Linked DNA regions of Loxodonta africana: region 1 is linked to region 2. Evidence: chromatin contacts called from public Hi-C data. All regions are on one chromosome and are shown on one strand. Each heading gives the region's core, a stretch centred on a gene start, on an enhancer-like site or on the middle of the called end of the contact. The rest is flanking DNA. Distances are from core to core; before and after follow the strand shown. Region 1 holds the start of UBE2K (ubiquitin conjugating enzyme E2 K). Region 2 holds the start of PDS5A (PDS5 cohesin associated factor A).

Evidence for each region. A called contact is a pair of places that touch in the nucleus more often than the background predicts.
Region 1: a contact with region 2 is called in a Hi-C map of blood, with 7 times the contacts expected there. The contact joins the promoter of UBE2K here to the promoter of PDS5A in region 2. A contact is called at or near these places in 2 of 3 Hi-C or Micro-C datasets (blood and fibroblasts).

The regions. Positions count from the first base shown.
Region 1 is chr5:118,258,723-118,262,962 of mLoxAfr1.hap2, forward strand. It overlaps UBE2K (ubiquitin conjugating enzyme E2 K), which reads right to left and starts at 1,880. Exons shown (of 5, transcript XM_023549804.2): 1 at 1,626-1,880. The coding sequence starts at 1,688.
Region 2 is chr5:118,004,163-118,008,305 of mLoxAfr1.hap2, forward strand. It overlaps PDS5A (PDS5 cohesin associated factor A), which reads left to right and starts at 1,468. Exons shown (of 32, transcript XM_064285931.1): 1 at 1,468-1,602; 2 at 2,456-2,633. The coding sequence starts at 2,496.

The DNA.
Region 1 (4,240 bases), core at 630-3,129, 250 kb after region 2:
GTTAGAGTTCACACACATGCTCTTTAAGACAGATCATTACTTATGTACTAAAAAAATATATACTACCTACGTTCATTAAATCTGCTGGCATTTGTCATTTTTGAATAATTTTAAATAATTTTCTCCATGTGTACCTGGAAAAATACATGACTATCACAGACCCAGTAAACACAAAGAAATCCCAGGTGATATCAGACTTAAGTCAATTACTCATCACATACTTAGAATGCTGAATTTCACAAATCGTTGTTGACATTATCAAAGTACGAACATAAGACAATGAGAGAAAAAAAAACAAACAGCAACAATATACTCAACAATGGGATGTGACATCAAGAAAAAAATCATTTTCAGTATTACTTTTTGATCTTCCTCTGTTAAATCCACGTGGGGAAAATAACTTGCTATTCTTGTTAATTTGGTATGAAAAATTGATACTGGCATAGTTTTGAGTCAAATTACTATAATGTTTTCAATCTCTTATATAAATAATTGTGTGCAGCATGAAAGTATCTAAAACTCCATAGGTCTCAAGCACAGCTTGAGATAAATTATTTTTTAATCACTTTAGATACATGTCAGGATAAACCTTCTATTCACCTTAATAAAGAGATACAACAACATATTAATCTGATGAAATCTCATGGGTTTTCTTGTTTTGTTCCTGTTTTTGAAATCTCATGTTTTTAATAGGGCTATTTTTCAAAAGTAAGATTCAGGTTAACTATGAGGGACATCATAATGAAGTTTCATGGTACAACACAACAGAGTCAACAGACAGCATTGTCTTAGAAGAGACTGACCTGTAACTTGTAAACAATATTTTGAAATAAGCTGTTCATACCCCCTACTATTTGTTCCTGGCTAAAAATATTTAAATACCTTTAATACACCAAACAACTGGCATTTACCCAGTCAGAAACCTTTAGATGCCAATAAATAAAGGGTCCAGAAATTGGGGGTCTAAGTGAGGTGATATAATTTGGAGTTAATTTCCTATCTCAGGTGAAATTCCCTTATATTCCCTACTTAAATAATGTCATTGTATCTCCCCTTCTCTTCGAACACCCAACTAAGAGGGAGTAACTCTGAATGCCTGTCTTTCTCCTTTCATCAATACCTAGGAGCTCTCATCGCTCCTTCCCTAAGGAAAGGGCGCTGAAGGCCTGACAGGCGATAACCCAGAATACCCTTAAAAGTGTGGGCCTACGAGCAGCACAGCTCCCTCGGATCCAGTTACCACCTTTTCCCTTCCCCCATGCCACTTCCCGGGTTTTCTCAGGCTCGGCCTGCACCCTCCCCACCCGCAGCCACACTTCCAGCTGCTGCTACCGCCTCGGGGGTCTCTCCACGGCTCACACCCCTCTGAGAAGCGCACCTCTTCTCTAACCTGCTCCCCAAAACGTGTTCGTCCCCAGACCTCCCGCAGGGAAGACCGTCCATCCTTGGGCCCTGAGAGGGGAGAGGAAGGCGGCGGAAGGAGGGGAAAGCTACTGCTTCCCCACAGGCAGTAGGGCGGCCGCGGGGCGGGCCACCCAGGGGTTACAGGGGATATCGGGGTGGCCGCTGGAAGGGCCCTCCCACCCTGGGCTGAGGTGGGGGATGGCCGGGAGTTCATTTCTGACCTCCTCGCTCTTCAGCACTTCCTTGAACTCCCGCTTGATTCGCTGCACCGCGATGTTGGCCATGTCTCCGCCCGCAGCTGATTCGTACCCGCCTCCTCCGCCACCGCTACGACCAACGCCACCGCCGCCACCTCTTCCTCCACTGCCTCCTCCTCCGGCGATTCAGACCCGAGCACAGGAACGCTGCCACTGCCACCTCAGCCGCCGCGCTCTCCTCAGTGTGGAATCACCTCCGCGCCCGGCCACCAAAATGGCGCCGGGTCCGCGCATGCGCACGATGCTGACCCGGCCGGGCGGCGCAGCCGCTCCCGGTGTAGCCTCAGCCGCGGCGCCGCGCGTCTCTCCGCTGGAGCTGCGGTCGCCTGACTCCGCCCCGTCGGTGTCTGGGCCGGGCGGGTGCGGTTTCCGCGCTGCCTGACGCACACTCGGCTTTTCCGAGTCCCTGCGACTCCGCCGCGCTGCGAATCAGAATGGTGTGGTCGTGGCTTTCAGTTCCTGGCCTCTGGCCGAAGGCTCGAACCCAACCCGGCAGGACCCACGCGGTTCTCTCTACTCGACCTGGACCCACGCCCTTACTCAGCCTGACCCAGACTAGAGCCCCAACCCACAGGCTTACTGTGCCCGACTATGTCTAGTGTACGAAAACACTATCCTAGAATTCAGTCCGGCCCATTTTCAGTTGGTAAGGCCCCAGAAAATGCACTGCGGTCCGTTGTTGTTCTGAAAACAGGGACACCATAAAGTGCCTCTAATATTCCCATCGGAACTAGAAATCATTGCTTTAAGTATCGTCCTTGCTGGTTCCATTAGGTGTATTTGAGACGGATACTCCATGGAGAGGCCTGAGGTAAGCTTAGACGTCAGATGTCGATTTTTTTTTTTTTTTTACTTATTTTACTTTTTGTTGTTGTTGAGAATATACACAGCAGAAAATACATCAACAGATACTGATCTTTGATCTATTTAGATAATTAATACCGAGCTGTGGAACTGAAAAGATGGTTTTCAAATTTAAGCATGCGTCAAAATCCCTTGGAGCTTGGAGAGATCGTTAAAACACAGATCGCTGGCCCTCGTCCCTGGAGTACAGGGCGAGCCTGATAATTTGCATTTTTAAAAAACTCCCAGATGATGTTGATGCTGCTGGTTCAGGGACCAAACTGAGAATCACTGAACTAAGGCATGCCAAAAATAAAGTGGAAATTGGAGAAATAAAAGCTCCTGAAGGGATGGAAAGGAGGGCTTTTACTTCTATAAGCCTAAAGCCTGCAACTGATCTGGCATTAATTGGCACTCAATAAATATTGACTGAATGAATGAATAAAGATAACAGTAAAATGTTTTTAGTGGAAAGGAAGTTCGAAAGGCAATTTAAAAGGGGTTGCTAGGGATTATAGTTAATAATATACTTTTGATGCTGAGAGGTATTTTGAATATGACGTTTTGGAATAAGTGATAAAAGGTGTTATTTAAAAGTTTATATTTCATGCACTTCCTTCACCTAACCAATTAGTAAAGTACCCTGTTATGAAAATATTGCAAAAGTTATTAAAAATGTGGGAGCAGAAAAAGAAATCACGACTAGAGGTGAATCATTTAGTTAAGGTGTTAAGGGAATTTCTTGAATTCCTGCCCCAGGAACCAAGAGGAGGTTGTTTTATTCCAGCTCTCCTCATGCCTGGCTGTAAGATCATGGTCAACCTCGTTTTCCTCATCTGCAAAACATGGAAGGTGGATTAAGATGATCTCTTTCAAGTAAAATAAGTGTTCAAAACATCATCTCAGGACATCATTTTCCTAGGTGGACTGGCATAAATTACAAAACTCTTCCAGCAGAGCCCCCTAGTGGTCTTGAAAGAAACCAAATGTATAAGTGGGTCACAGTACAATAATAACGTAAATCATGCAGTGCTATGTGTGTTTGTGCCAGAACTAAAAAATATCACTTTGAAGTGTGCAAAAATTTTGAATACTTTACTTTTATAGCCCTCATTCGGTTGCCAATCCTAATGTTGGAACTTCAAAGAAACTTGGTATATTCAAATCACAGAGAAACCAGTTAGAAGGGTATAGTAATTTCCTTGGGGGAAGGGAACTTAGTAATTTTTAAATGCACATAATCATTGACTCTGCAGTTCCACTTCTAGGGATTCATTTTACAGTCCTTCCAGAGAATGAGGCAGCTACATATTAACTAATATGAGACAATATTCAAGATACATTTTAAGTGAAAAAAGCACCGTGCCAAATGTAATGAGATATCCTGGATTGGATCCTAGAACCAAAAAAAATTAATGGAAAAACTGGTGAAAGCTGAATAAAGTCTATAATTTAGTTAATAGTATTGTTCCAATGTTGATTTCTTAGTTTTGACATGGTACCATTGTTGTGTACCATGTTAACATTAGAGGAAGCTGGGTAAAATGTATACAGGAATCTCTGTACACTCTTTAAAACTTTTCAGTAAATCTAAAATTATTACTAAAGAAAAAATTTATGTTTAAAAGAGGCACCGGGAAGTCCATATTGTGTATAGTACGCCATCTTATGTGTGAGAGGGGAAAGGAATAACTTGTGTATTTGATGTTCGTGAATCCATACAGTATTGATGGAAA
Region 2 (4,143 bases), core at 218-2,717:
ACTGACTGCACACAGAGCTCTACCAAATCTGCAACTGTGGAGTGTTAGATTCCAAGATGATTGTTGCCTTGTGTAATTAATACCTGAAAAACAATTCAGTGGGTACAATACTATTAGTATTTTCAAGATCAAAGATGTGGGAAAAGATAGACAAATGGATAATCATCCAAAATAACTCAATACCATTTAAAGCTATGGTTGTGGTCAGTTTCAAGAGCTGAATGCTATTTCCTGTCATTGTATTCTTTTCCAACTTTGTCTTCTGAAATTATGTGCATGCTACTGAGGCTCATCTGCTTAAATTCTTTACGCTAAATTGCTCAAACACTGGGTTTTCCTCTGGATGAAAAAAAAGGTTAATACTCCATGTTTTTTAAAGATTATATATATATATATATAATTCTCAGGATTCACTCTCATTTGAGTGTTTATAAAGTTTTTTTATATTAACGAAGTAATAAATTGTATATTAACAAGAACCACTCAGCTAATTTGTCAAAATGCTTATTCGTGTCTTCCACTCTCAGAGGGTTTGATCCCCGTAAAGTTGTTATGAGGCCCAGGAAGCTACTACTCCTCAAATGATTTTGAGGCCGGTGGCCCAAAGACAATATTGTGAGAACTACTAGATTCGACGCTATTTTCATATTTTGAAGCTTTCAAAATATCAATTTTAAAAATCTAAAGGGGAGGGAGTGGCGAAGTCAGCTGTCAAAGGCACAGGAATGAAGAGCCCATGTTATGCCATGTTGCAAAACTTTCTCTCAGTTTGCTGATCTTCTGTCCCTGGAGAGGAAATTAGTTCATTTTCCCCGAGTAATTCGCCGTCTTTCTACCAGTTCCGTCCACGTCCCTCAGGAAGACCCCAGAAAGTCATGAACTCATCTCCGCGACAAAAGGTAAAGCTCTGCTCTCCTACGCGCCCCCATCAGGACCGCCGGGACTGGGGTTCGCTTCGCGCCACCCGGTTCCTCCTCCGCCTTCCTCTTCCGCTCGCCCTCTCGGGTGCAGTCCTCCCGGAGGCTCTCGGAGCGGCAGGTCTTGGCGCCAACCGGCTGGCGGCGCTGTCCGCCCCGCGTGCCGCCGCCTCGGGCCCGAGGGAGGCGGAGGCAGGGCCGGCGGAGGAAGGGGAGGGAGCACGGCGCACGGCTGCTCTCGCGTGCTCTCGTGCCGCTCGCGTGACCGCTCGGTGTGTGTGAGGCGCCGGCTCTCGGGGCTCGCTCGGCCGGGCGCGCGCCGCTGCGAGGAGTGTCCGGGTCCGAGTCGCCGGCCCCGGCCGGCGCGAGGGGCGGGCAGGCCGGCAGTGGGGGTCCGGGGCTGACACACGCGCACACGCTCCCGGAGGAACCTCCCCTGTAGCTGCTCTTCCTCGCCCAGACGGAGAGCGGCAGTGTCTCCCCGCCCAGAGCACGCTCGGCCCGCGTCTCCCCCCGCGGCGGCTGCTCCTCCTCGGCACCGCCAGCCCCAGTGCCGCTCCGGGGCGGGCGGCGGCGGCGGCGGGACCGCGGAGCCGCTTTGTGTGCAGCCTGGCGAGGGGCGGCGGCGCAACCACCTGACAGAGGCCCGGGTTCTCGATGCACCTTCCGCCCGCATGAGGAGAAGGTAAAGGCAGCGGTGGCTCGGCTCCCGCCCTCGGCGAGTGGAGGGAGGAGACGGAAGGGGGACGGCGGGGGGGCGGCGGGTCCGAGGCCCGGCAGGGCTGCCCCGAGGTGCCGGTAAGGCCTCGGCGGCGCCGGGGGACCCGGAGTGGCTGAGGGCGAGGGCAGCCGCCGGGGCTCCTCGGTCGAAGTTGAAGGAACAAAATGTGAAGTGCGGAGCCGCGTCAGCCGCTTCCTGGCGTGGGGTTGGGGGTGGCGGGCGGCATGTTTTCCCCTCCCGCGGGGGTGGGGGAGCGGGACAGGGGAGGGCCGGGAGCGCGGCGGGGACGGCCGGGGGTCCCGACGCTCGGCCCGGCGAGGGCGTTTTGTTCCCGGGAGCCGCCGCTGCGAGCGGGGCCGGTTGAGTCCCTAGTTTTGCGGCCTAAGCCGAGCCCTATAGGCCTCGCGTCGCTCTCCCCGGAGGGACCGGCCGGGCGGGGACTCGGCGCTTCTCTCTGATCGAGCGGGGGCCTCACGGTCCCCGCCGGCCTCCCGAGGCCGCCAAAGTTCGGACTTTGGTGATTGGAGGGAGGATTTCATTGTGAAAGGAGCAGTGGGAAACTCCTGGCGCTGCCCGGCGCCTCCCGCGGCCGCGGCGACTGGTGTCGGGAGAGCCCCGTGGGCCCGGGGCCGGCGCGGGTGGGGGCGGCGGGGCGGCCGGGGGGAGACCAGCCCCAGGGAGGGGTGGCTGGCGGGGCAACCGCCTAGCCCCAGCCTCCCGGGAGGAAGGGCTCTTTCTTGATTAGAGATTTTTGAAATGAAAAAAGAGGTTACAAAGTCGCCCCTTTCCCGCTGAACTTTTGTTTTCTGACCGATAGAGGCCGGTAGAGGACTGTGAAAGAAAAGTTGTCCCCCAGGATGGACTTCACTACGCAGCCCAAGCCTGCCACTGCCCTCTGTGGCGTCGTGAGTGCCGATGGGAAGATCGCCTACCCTCCAGGGGTGAAGGAGATCACGGACAAGATCACCACCGACGAAATGATCAAACGACTGAAGGTAAGAGTCTACTGTGTCTTTGACAGGAAGTGCTTTTCTCGTGTGGTATTACTACACTGCTAGGCTCGGCTTTTTAGGAGTCCCTGGGTGGCACAGACAGTTAAGTGTTGGACTGTTTGCCAAAAGGTTGGCAGAGGCGCCTTGGAAGACGGGCCTGGCGATCTGCTTCCAAAAGGTCCCAGCTTTGAAAACCCTGTGGAGCAGTTCTACTCTACACACATGAGGTCACCATCAATGGATGTCCCGGCTTTTAGAGCTTCACCTACCAAGTTTTTTAGATACCTTCTTCCTCAACCTCTGTGAAAGTCTGTTTTCTGTCTTGGATACATCTTTGAATAAGTTCGGAAGGGATGTAACCATAGTGGGAAATTTAAAGGAGAATGTTTTTTTTAATCTTATAGTTTCTGAAGCGTAAGAATGCATGTTTAAAGTTGTTTTTTTACTTGAAATGTTTTGTTTAATGGGAATGCTGTTCAGTTGTTTGCAACGTTAAGTGTATATGGTATTGTTTGCCTAGGAAGGTGTGTATTGTCATCAGCTTCTGAAGAGGACTGATTAAAGTGTAAAAAACATAAAAAAAAAATTATAACTATTTGCTAGTATCCAGAAACTTAAGTATGTGTATAGTATAATTAAACTTTGACAGAACATACTGACTTTTTAAAGTTCAGGCTTGAAATAAAATAATGATTTAAGTCCATATGCTCAAAGAGATTTTAAGAGACAGTATTATGGTTCTTTTTACAGGGAGTCAGCTTATCTAGTTTCAGCATAGTGGGCTTGAGGTCAAGGTCATAAGTTTTAACCTTATGGTGATCAGTTTTTTACTTTCTGTGCCATGGACATAGATTGTGGTTTGCAGTCTTACAAAATGAATGCCATTTTTGTGAATGGATCACCTTAATCAGTACTTCCTCACCAGGTTGACTTTGTCTCCCAGGGGAAAATTGGTAATACAGAGGACATTTTGCTTCTCACAACTGGGACCCAGGTTGGAGTAGGGAAATAATGGAGCCAGGGAGTCCAGGTGAAAGATGTTGAAATTTTATAGTAGGCATATGATAATAGGAAGAGAGCAGTGGTGGTTCAGTGGTAGAATTTGCGCCCTCCATGCCAGAGACCCTTGTTCAGTTCACAACCCGTGCACCTCAAGTGCAGCCACTGTTCTGTCCGTGAAGGTTTGTGAACAGGCTTCAGTGGAGTTTCCTAAGACTAGGAAGAAAGGCCTGGTAATCTACTGCCAAAAAATAAGCCAGTGAAAGCCCTGTGCATTTCAGTGATCCAGTCTCATTGTGCCTGAGGTCACCACAAGTTGGGGAGTGACTCCACAGCAGCTAACAACAATAAAATAGTGGGAATAGAGAGGGAATGATTCATGAGCTGTTTCAGAGTTAGAATCATTTGGACTTAGTGGAAGGTGAGGGGAGAAACAATGTTAACAATGTTTCTACCCAAGGCAGTTCCCTCAAAATGTATTTTTAGGGTATGATGTTTCCCCTTTGTTCCTAGA